3 separate regions of the Mus musculus genome follow, and regions 1 and 2 are each linked to region 3. A link is a contact called in public HiChIP or PLAC-seq and promoter capture Hi-C data. All regions are on one chromosome and are shown on one strand. The core of a region is the stretch at or near the end of the contact, and the rest is flanking DNA. Distances in the headings are between cores, read along the strand shown.

Region 1 (2,700 bases), core at 161-2,660, 400 kb before region 3:
TCAGGATGATAAATACATGACTTTTATAATCATCCGAAACGACCAAACTGGGATAAAGGAAGTATTGGGGGGGGGGGGAGGAATTGTAATAACACACACATGAACTAAAGATACCTCTAACATTGTGGAGTCCTTCCGAGGGCTGGGCTCATTGCCTGCTATCAAATTTAAGGTGCTGACAAAGGCACCTTCAGGATACCTCCCAGGGTCATCTCTACCCTCTCCTTCCTTCGGTTATTATCAGCATCAGAAACCAGCAGAGCGTTTACAGCTGGGACCTGCTGGCTCAAATGAAGAAGGTGGGAAAGATTGTTCCAGAAAAGGTTTAGCAGTGAAGACCTTTTCACTTCAGCACGGATGACACCACCTTGGCAAGAGATGGTGAGAGGGGCTGGCCAGGCTGATTGTCTGGCTAAGTGCGACAGGCTTGTCTGAAGAGCGCTTCCCTTGTTGTCCTTGCTTCAAGGCCTTGGTGGTGGAGAGGTGGTTTAGCAGCTGTGAGTGCTTACTGCTCCCACAGAGAAGCAAATTTCAGCTCCCAACACCCGCATAGAGGCACAGTCCTGCCTGTGACTCCAGCTTTGAGAGATCCTCTGTTCTCACAAGCCCAACCCATATGCACAAAATTACAAATAAATAAATAATTTAAAACATAAAACGTATACACAGCACACAAACACACACACACACACACACACTCTCTCTCTCTCTAATCATAAAAACCCCTACTCTCCTCTGTAAATTGTAGTTCCCCGTATACTAGCAGGGTGATATTTACAACTCGATTAACCTCAGGGACACTAAATGTCCTCTTATGTAAAAAATAGGACTTCGTTATCACACCCACTCCATTGTGACAAATAAAGTAGAAAATCCATTTCAAGTGTGTTCTTTAATGCCACGCACACAGTATTTAGTAAACATGTGTGTTAAGTGCTTGAAAAGTGCTCTTTAATCTTTTAGCCAATTTTAATTGATAGTTATTATCCAATAATACATAATATAGAAGACGCCCTCGGTAGCAAAGCTTAAAATCATGCCACAGTTCCTGCTAGGAGATAACTCTGTTTCCTTATTTAAGTTTTTGTTTTTTTCGGTTTTTGGTTTTTTGGTTTTTTTCTGGTGTGACCCTTGAAAATGGATGCTGTATTGTGTGTCTGTTAACATTGCTCTTTGCTGTTTGCTAGCGCTCCTCCTTCAATTGGATTTAAAATAATAATAATAATCCAAGCTCTTCCTCCTCTGAGTTTCCCCTCCTTGAGCTGGGAGAGGATACACCCTGTGCTAAAGGAACAAAAGATCCTGCCTCGGTGGGGACCAGTTGGACAAGTTCTCCTTTCCACAGGGAGCAGTCTCGGTGCCCAGGGCAACTGCACTGGAGAACGGGTTGAGCGGAGCAGATGCTGATAGCTGGTTCCTCTTTTAAGCAACCGCACATTCTTCCCACAATGCAGAAATCTCCCCAGACTGTGCCAGCTTTAGGGGTTTGGGGATGGGGGTTGTTTTAAGAAGCATAGACTACAAACTAATTTTTTTCCAGTGTAAGTTTAATTTGCATTTCATTGACTAGTAACGAACTGGGCAAGCTCTCCCATGTTTGTTTACTAGTCCTGCTTCCTCTTCCGCAGATTGTTTCCTTCCGGTGCCTTATACTAGTGGCATTGGCTTTGTAGCAAAATGCAGCGTTACTAACTTTTTATCAAATATAGAATGATGCATTCGGTTTTATATAGCAATCTTATCTTTGTAAATCCAATTCTGCGCTTTGCCTGTGCGCTTGCCCGTGCACTCGCCCATGCACGCTGAGGGTCCTGGTCAAAGATGGGTGTCTTCTTCTATCCCTGTCAATCTTATTTCTTAGAGCTGGCTTTCACTAAACCCAGAGCTCACCAGTTAGGGCCAGCCTGCTCCAAAATTCTCTCCTTCCTTTTCCCTTTCAGCACTGTGGCCACAGATGACATTCTTATTCCTGGCCTTTTGTTTTTTTTTTTTTTCTAATGTGGGTGCCAGGGAACCAAACTCAACTCTCCCAGGCTTGGGTAGAAGCCATCTATCTCCCAGACTCCCACATTTATCAGTTTATACTTGCTTTTTAAAACATTTGTGACTTTGTACTTATTTTGTAAAATAACCTGTGCTTAACTTGGACTTTCTTTTGTTTAATTATGGTCTGGGTTGTTCACCTTAGCAGGCGAGCCCATCTGAAACTGATTTTGGAATCTGTGTGAGGTGGGGATCGCAGGTGCTTTCCCAGCCTCTAAGCAGTCACCCAACTGTTTCCAGCCACCTGCTCCTCCTCTTCTTCCTGCTCTTCCTCCTTTTCCTCCTCCTCCTTCTCTCCCTCCTCCTCCTCCTCTTCTCCTCCTCCTCTCCCTCCTTCTAGTTTTATTGATTTACGATTACTTTATCATGCATGGCATTTTTATAAATAATAACACCTATTCTTGAACTACTTACTCCTTTTCATTCACCTTCCCGTTTCTATTCACAAACCATAGATTTATATAGTCTAACTTTACAGTGTGTTTCTTGGTAATGATGACAATGTTTGCTTCAAATTTACCCTTAAAGTCTTGCTTGCTTATTCTTCCTAAGTAAATGTTAAGAGGAAAAAGAGTTTTAAATTTCCCTCAAAACTCCTATTTTATTTTAACAACGTGGAAATGCATGTGGGGAATGCATGAAATATAAATTAATTCC
Region 2 (2,700 bases), core at 45-2,544, 300 kb after region 3:
GGCTGAAAAAAAAAAAAAAAAAACACTGTAGGATTTGAACTCTGAGCTTAGTAAAAGGTACCCTAACCACCTGCAAATGGGTCCACAATTTAGCCAGAAAAATGCTAATCAGCTGCCCAATATGGTTGCAGGTTATTTTAGGGTGGTCAATTGTTAGTTTTAAGATTTTATTATTAGATTTATTTATCCTTGTTTTTATTTATCTGTTTATTTGTTTATTTATTTGCTGGTTTTGCCTGCTTATACCAATGTGCACCAGATTTGTGTCTGGTATTTGTAGATCTCAGAAGAGATGGGCAAATCTTCAGAAATTAGCTATGGATTATTGTGAGCTGCGATGTGGGTGGTGGGGACTGAGCTAGGGTCCTCTAGAAGAGCAGCCAGGGCTCCTAACCACTGAGTGTCCCCACCCAGAAGTTGACATTTTTCAAAAGCTAATATTTGCAGCTTTTAACTAGCTATTTCTTTATACTAATTATAGTATAGTTCATAGTAATGTTGCCATTTAGTGGAAGGCAGCCTGAGGTGGAATTGTCAGCCTCATTCATTTCTTCAATAAATAGTCAGAGTGTACTTCTTGCTGTGTGGTCTGGGCTAGAGGACAGTTTCTATTCTTTCTAATCCTGCTTTTTGTTAAGTATAAATTTATATGACTCTTCATTACAATTCACTCAGTATGATTCTGATTTTGCTATAGCAATAGAGGGAACATTTCTAGTTTATTTGTAAGAGGTATCTTTTATAATTTGTTGTTGCTTTGTTTCATTTTATTTTATTCATTTTATCTTACTTTATTGAGACAAGTCTGGCCTTGGACTCATTCTGGAGACCAGGGTGGCCTTGGACTCACAGATATCTGACAAACCCTGCCTCCCAAGTTCTGGGATCAAAGGTGTATACCCTCATGTCTGGTTCAAATTATACAGTTGGCTAGCAGTGATTCCACTGGTTTTGTTTGTGGTCCTAGGATTCTGATAGACTCTTTTGATCCTTGGGATCATGTGGGGTGGTGTACACAGATACAGTAAGGGGATGCCCTGCCAGTTTCTCTGGGAAGTTACTTTAAGCTTTCTTATCAAAGCTGGGGCCGAGTGACGTCATTAACAATTGAAAAGTAAATTAAAATGGCAACAGAGCCTCATTTTCAGAACAACACCGGATTTTGTGGCTTTGTTTCCTTCTCATGTTTCTATCCAGACAATTGGAAGTGTGGTTGCCTTAGATTCATACACATAGAACCTAAGACTAATCAGGAAGTGAAGTTCACCAACTAGAGTGCCCTGTGGCCACTTGGCACCCGCCCGTGGTCTCTCAGCAGTCGGAATACTCCTTTAAAGGACTTTAACTTAACCTTGAGATTGCAACCACCCGTTTGTGTTTGGAGCACTGCCATGCGACCTTGGGAAAATCCCGGCTCTAAATAGCAGCAGAAAGGAGACATCATTTCAAGTGCACATAAATGAGGGTTAAATGGACCACTGCACACAAAGTGTTTATCATGGCGCCTCATCTGCGCCTAGAATCCTATTGATAGCTTCTATTTTGTAGGTATATATTCACAAAACCCTCTACCTTCACTTGTCACTGTTCTGCCATTGTTGTCAGTTTAAAATTTAACCCTATCAGCTGGGAGAGATACGAGATAAATACATAGCTTTTGTGAAATATATGAGTATCTGAGTGTTACTGAATTCCCTAATGCATGCAGTTTCTTCTATTTATGAGAACAGAATTTTTCTGTTTTGTATTTTTTAAGACTTTTATAGGTAGAGCCATGCAAATCTTTGTTTTATATTAAGATATATATGGATACAAGACTACAGAGAGATGAATAGCAGAGCCCTGTGTTACTAGAGTGAGTAGGCTTTCTGGAAGGCTGTCATTTGCTAGCTATGTGACCTTGGGGTATTATCGTTTTGTGCCTGTTTATTCATCTGAAAAAAAAGTGGGTGGTGGCATAACAATTTTTTTTTCTCAGTAATGTTACAAAGTCTAAATACTGAAATGTACGTCAAGTTCCTAGAACACACAGTCAATACTTAGTAAATACTGGCTATTACAAACATGACTCATTGTGAATGATTTAAATATAGCTACTGTGTGTGTGTGTGTGTGTGTGTGTGTGTGTGTGTGTGTGTGTGTGTGTGTGCATGTTGAGGCTTAGAATTACAAAGTGCTAAATCAGGAAAATAATATTAGCGCTCGTATTCCATACATTCATCTCTCCCAGTTTTAATAATATATCCAATAACTATCTATGTTCAGCAATAGAGTGTTCAGTCATAGAGATAATGGTGTCAGGTATAAATGGCACAATTAAAAACACTACGGGAGCTAACTTACTCCGAAAGTTGCAATGCGAATATTCCTTCCTAAGAGCCTCATGGATGCACAGCGAGGGAGCATGAGAGCATCTTATTTTATTCCCTGATGGGAATCTATCCACATCAAATATACAGCATCCTTCTGCTGGCGGGCAACCTCTGCTGAGACTCCCGGCCTCATCATCCCGGCCTTTTAGAGACGGAGATAGCTGGGCATTGATTTCAATTTTTAAGGAGTCAATACATTATAAGTGTAAGTTAAAAGGGGAAGGATACCATGTGGTTCTTAGAGATATTTTGGGCTATGTCTAGTTTAAGACTACTAATATTAACACATATTTGGAGCTAAGCTCATGTATTATTGTCAAATGCTATT
Region 3 (2,700 bases), core at 32-2,531:
GAAATGAGGTGTGTTGTGGACGAAGACTGTTTTACAAGCATGCTTATCTAAATTGAAGGTTTTGATGACGTACTAAGAATAGCAATGTTTGTAGCTGAGCGGAAAAAGGACTTAGATTCTTGTAGGTATCTTGGTCAGTTCCGAGTCAGTTCACTCAGGCTCAACTGTTTTGGAACTATTTTAAGCAAAGATTAAAACATTTCTACTTGGAAGCTAGATGAAAATCATAGGTTGGTTAGGCTTTCTGTTACATAACACTAGTTCTTCAGGCATACCCAAATACTCATCTCTGCAAATAATTCCTGATTAAAGGTTGAAAAGGCATTTAATCATCAGATTACGCTAATTAGAGTGATCTTATCAGAAAAGTAGACTGAGACTATTCTGTAAAATCTTCGGTTGCCTGAGATGCTCTCAAAGATTGGGTGAAGAACTGGCTTTTTTTTTTAAAAATTCTTTAAGAACAGCTTAAGGAAATGGTTTGTTTAATATAAAGATAGATGGCTAATTACTGTAATTAGGTACTGTGAATCATAACACATAGTATACTGACCTGAGTGGTCACCAACAAGGAGTGAGTGGGCCCTATTAGACTTCAGTTAGTCACCCGGATCTGATGTGTAGGTTTTCTTAAGCATGTGTTATATACTAGAGAAATTCCTTAATGTAATTTTGATGTAAGTCGTTATTTTTAGGCAGGTCACGGACCATAAGAATAGAAAGGTCCAATCAGCTAAAAATACTTTTAAACACACACACACACACACACACACACACACACACACACACACACACACACATATATATTAGGTCATTGGTTGATACATTAAATGCAGTAATCTGCATATTTCTAAAACAAATTTTAATTCAATAAGTTTTGAAAGCTTATTATTTGTGTTCCCCCCCCCTTCCTTTTTTATTTGACAAGCAAATACTCCCTGGGGAAAATCAGTTTAAGGAACTGAACTCATAATACCTTCCCATAGAGTGCAGTTATGGGACATGCTTTGGAAATGTCTGAGGAGCACAAAGCAAATTCCGATACAATTTGTTTAATTACAACAAAAATACAGCACTATGAAGTCATAGTGTTTGTCTTCATAGAGGGTTTTATGCATTGTGGTGGTAAGTAAAATCCCATCACACTTGTATAAATTTGTTCAATTACCAGAACAACTAAAAGGAAAAAAAAAATCAATTTAGGTTGAAAAGCAACAGAAATTAGATTACCTTGGTTAGTAGAAACTTGCCAGCAGTGTTGAAATTGCTTAATAATATCAAAAGCCACACCAGCAGTGTGAGGGCGTTGGCTTCTGTTGTAATATGCACATGTTTGCTTACTGGGTTAATTTTTTTTTTAATGTATCTCTTCCCTTTTCTCTTCCTGTTTTTATTTTCACGGAAATTGTCAGATAGCATGCGAGAAGCTGTACATTTGGGTGTTATCGTTCCTTGTAGAGGTTGCTTTCTTAGACTCTTTGATCAGTTAATATTTTGGATCAGTGTTGTGAAATGCTATGCATGATTTTAGGAATCTGAAGAAACTCCCTCCATCACAAAGGAGCCAGTTAGCAGCCCCAGGAACACTTTAGGATTTCTCTCTCTCTCTCTCTCTCTCTCTCCCTCTCTCTCTCTCTCTCTCTCTCTCTCTCTCTCTCTCTCTCTCTCTCTCTCTCTCGTTTATCACCAACACTAGAGTTATATGGAACCCTCGATCTTAAATTCTGAGCACAATAAAGTAGTACAGATAGCTGGGCACCTGTTTTATGGCCACCTTGATTCATTCTGCCACGGAGCTTCACCCAGTTGCAGTAATAGTCACAAGGGCTGCTCCAAAGCCACCGGGCTGTTTTTAGGTCATGAAGTCAACTTCCTGGAATTTCTAGGGAAACCAGTTGAAAGGAGGAGGACAAATGTCACTTTAAATAGAGATGTTTAAACCAGATTTCTGCCTGAGGGTAAAATTTAGGTCTCTCTTAGCCCGGATGTAATGTCTCCCTCTGCAGAGCAAGGCATTAATCAGGGCAGGGCATGAAAACGGGGGACGAAAACGGGTCCCAGTTGGTTCTGCCGTTGATGCCTTCCTTGCCCCAATCTGTGAGGAACATCTTACAAACATTAAAAGGCAGACACGGTACCTCACATCAATTTCTGAATTTCAGCACTGCAATTAGTTTCTTTAAAAGAAGCCCACATAAAGCTGGGGATGGGCTAAGATAAAACCTGGACCCCCTCGAAGCCATTTTAAAGGGGTGGATCTAGCACTTCATAAAATCAGATGTGCAGGGTTGAGAAGCATGCCGGAGAAGCACCCCTAAGTCAATGACCAATTTTTAATTCTATTCTAGAATATATTAAATAACCTTGATATATATTTTTAAATTATCCGATAGAAAAAAAGAAATGGCGATAAAAGAGAACGTTAATCCTTGGCTGTGAAGGATGGTGGAAGCTGCTAAGATGGTTGCTTAACCTGAGACAGATCATCAAATCCAACCAATATTATTTTGTCAGAACAAAAGCATATAGAGCCTGTGTCCTTTTCTGATATGCACAATGAAATTTTAGCTCAGTAGTGACAAAAAGATGGGCCAGGGCAGTCTAATAAATAATGAAAAAGGCATGGCTTAGCCATCAAAGCATACCGTTTAACCCCATTCTTTGCCATCCATATACACAAAGCAAACAATTTATATTCTG

What was found. Promoter capture Hi-C pulls out the DNA fragments that hold promoters and counts their contacts. HiChIP or PLAC-seq counts read pairs in DNA pulled down with a chosen protein or histone mark.
Region 1: an H3K4me3 HiChIP or PLAC-seq map of bone marrow-derived macrophages shows a contact between it and region 3, with 4 times the contacts expected there. The contact joins two enhancer-like sites. A contact is called at or near these places in 2 of 39 promoter capture datasets (hippocampal neurons and liver), 1 of 484 Hi-C or Micro-C datasets (embryonic stem cells), 9 of 115 datasets of contacts at active chromatin or transcription factors (acute myeloid leukemia, astrocytes, bone marrow-derived macrophages and 4 more) and 3 of 9 other capture datasets (adipose tissue, embryonic stem cells and liver).
Region 2: a promoter capture Hi-C map of liver shows a contact between it and region 3, with 6 times the contacts expected there. The contact joins two enhancer-like sites. A contact is called at or near these places in 5 of 39 promoter capture datasets (the C10 cell line, liver, pre-B cells and 1 more), 2 of 15 datasets of contacts at CTCF or cohesin (large pre-B cells and pro-B cells), 32 of 484 Hi-C or Micro-C datasets (B cells, CD4 T cells, the CH12 cell line and 16 more), 14 of 115 datasets of contacts at active chromatin or transcription factors (the 230-238 cell line, astrocytes, bone marrow-derived dendritic cells and 9 more) and 1 of 9 other capture datasets (embryonic stem cells).

Annotation. Positions count from the first base shown.
Region 1 is chr3:149,378,976-149,381,675 of GRCm38.p6, reverse strand. All of the region lies in intron 1 of Gm30382 (a long non-coding RNA gene), which reads left to right. Among named protein-coding and RNA genes, the nearest start is that of Gm26468, 39 kb to the right of the region's middle. Within about 2 kb of position 1,410, at least 60 of the 459 cell types and tissues checked have an H3K27ac peak or open chromatin away from gene starts, as enhancers often do. A contact at or near this core is called in bone marrow-derived macrophages, where this site is marked.
Region 2 is chr3:148,679,600-148,682,299 of GRCm38.p6, reverse strand. No RefSeq gene overlaps it. Among named protein-coding and RNA genes, the nearest start is that of Adgrl2, 270 kb to the left of the region's middle. Within about 2 kb of position 1,294, at least 18 of the 459 cell types and tissues checked have an H3K27ac peak or open chromatin away from gene starts, as enhancers often do. A contact at or near this core is called in hepatocytes and liver, where this site is marked.
Region 3 is chr3:148,981,167-148,983,866 of GRCm38.p6, reverse strand. It overlaps a transcript of Adgrl2 not described here. Among named protein-coding and RNA genes, the nearest start is that of Gm30827, 16 kb to the left of the region's middle. Within about 2 kb of position 1,281, at least 15 of the 459 cell types and tissues checked have an H3K27ac peak or open chromatin away from gene starts, as enhancers often do. A contact at or near this core is called in bone marrow-derived macrophages, hepatocytes and liver, where this site is marked.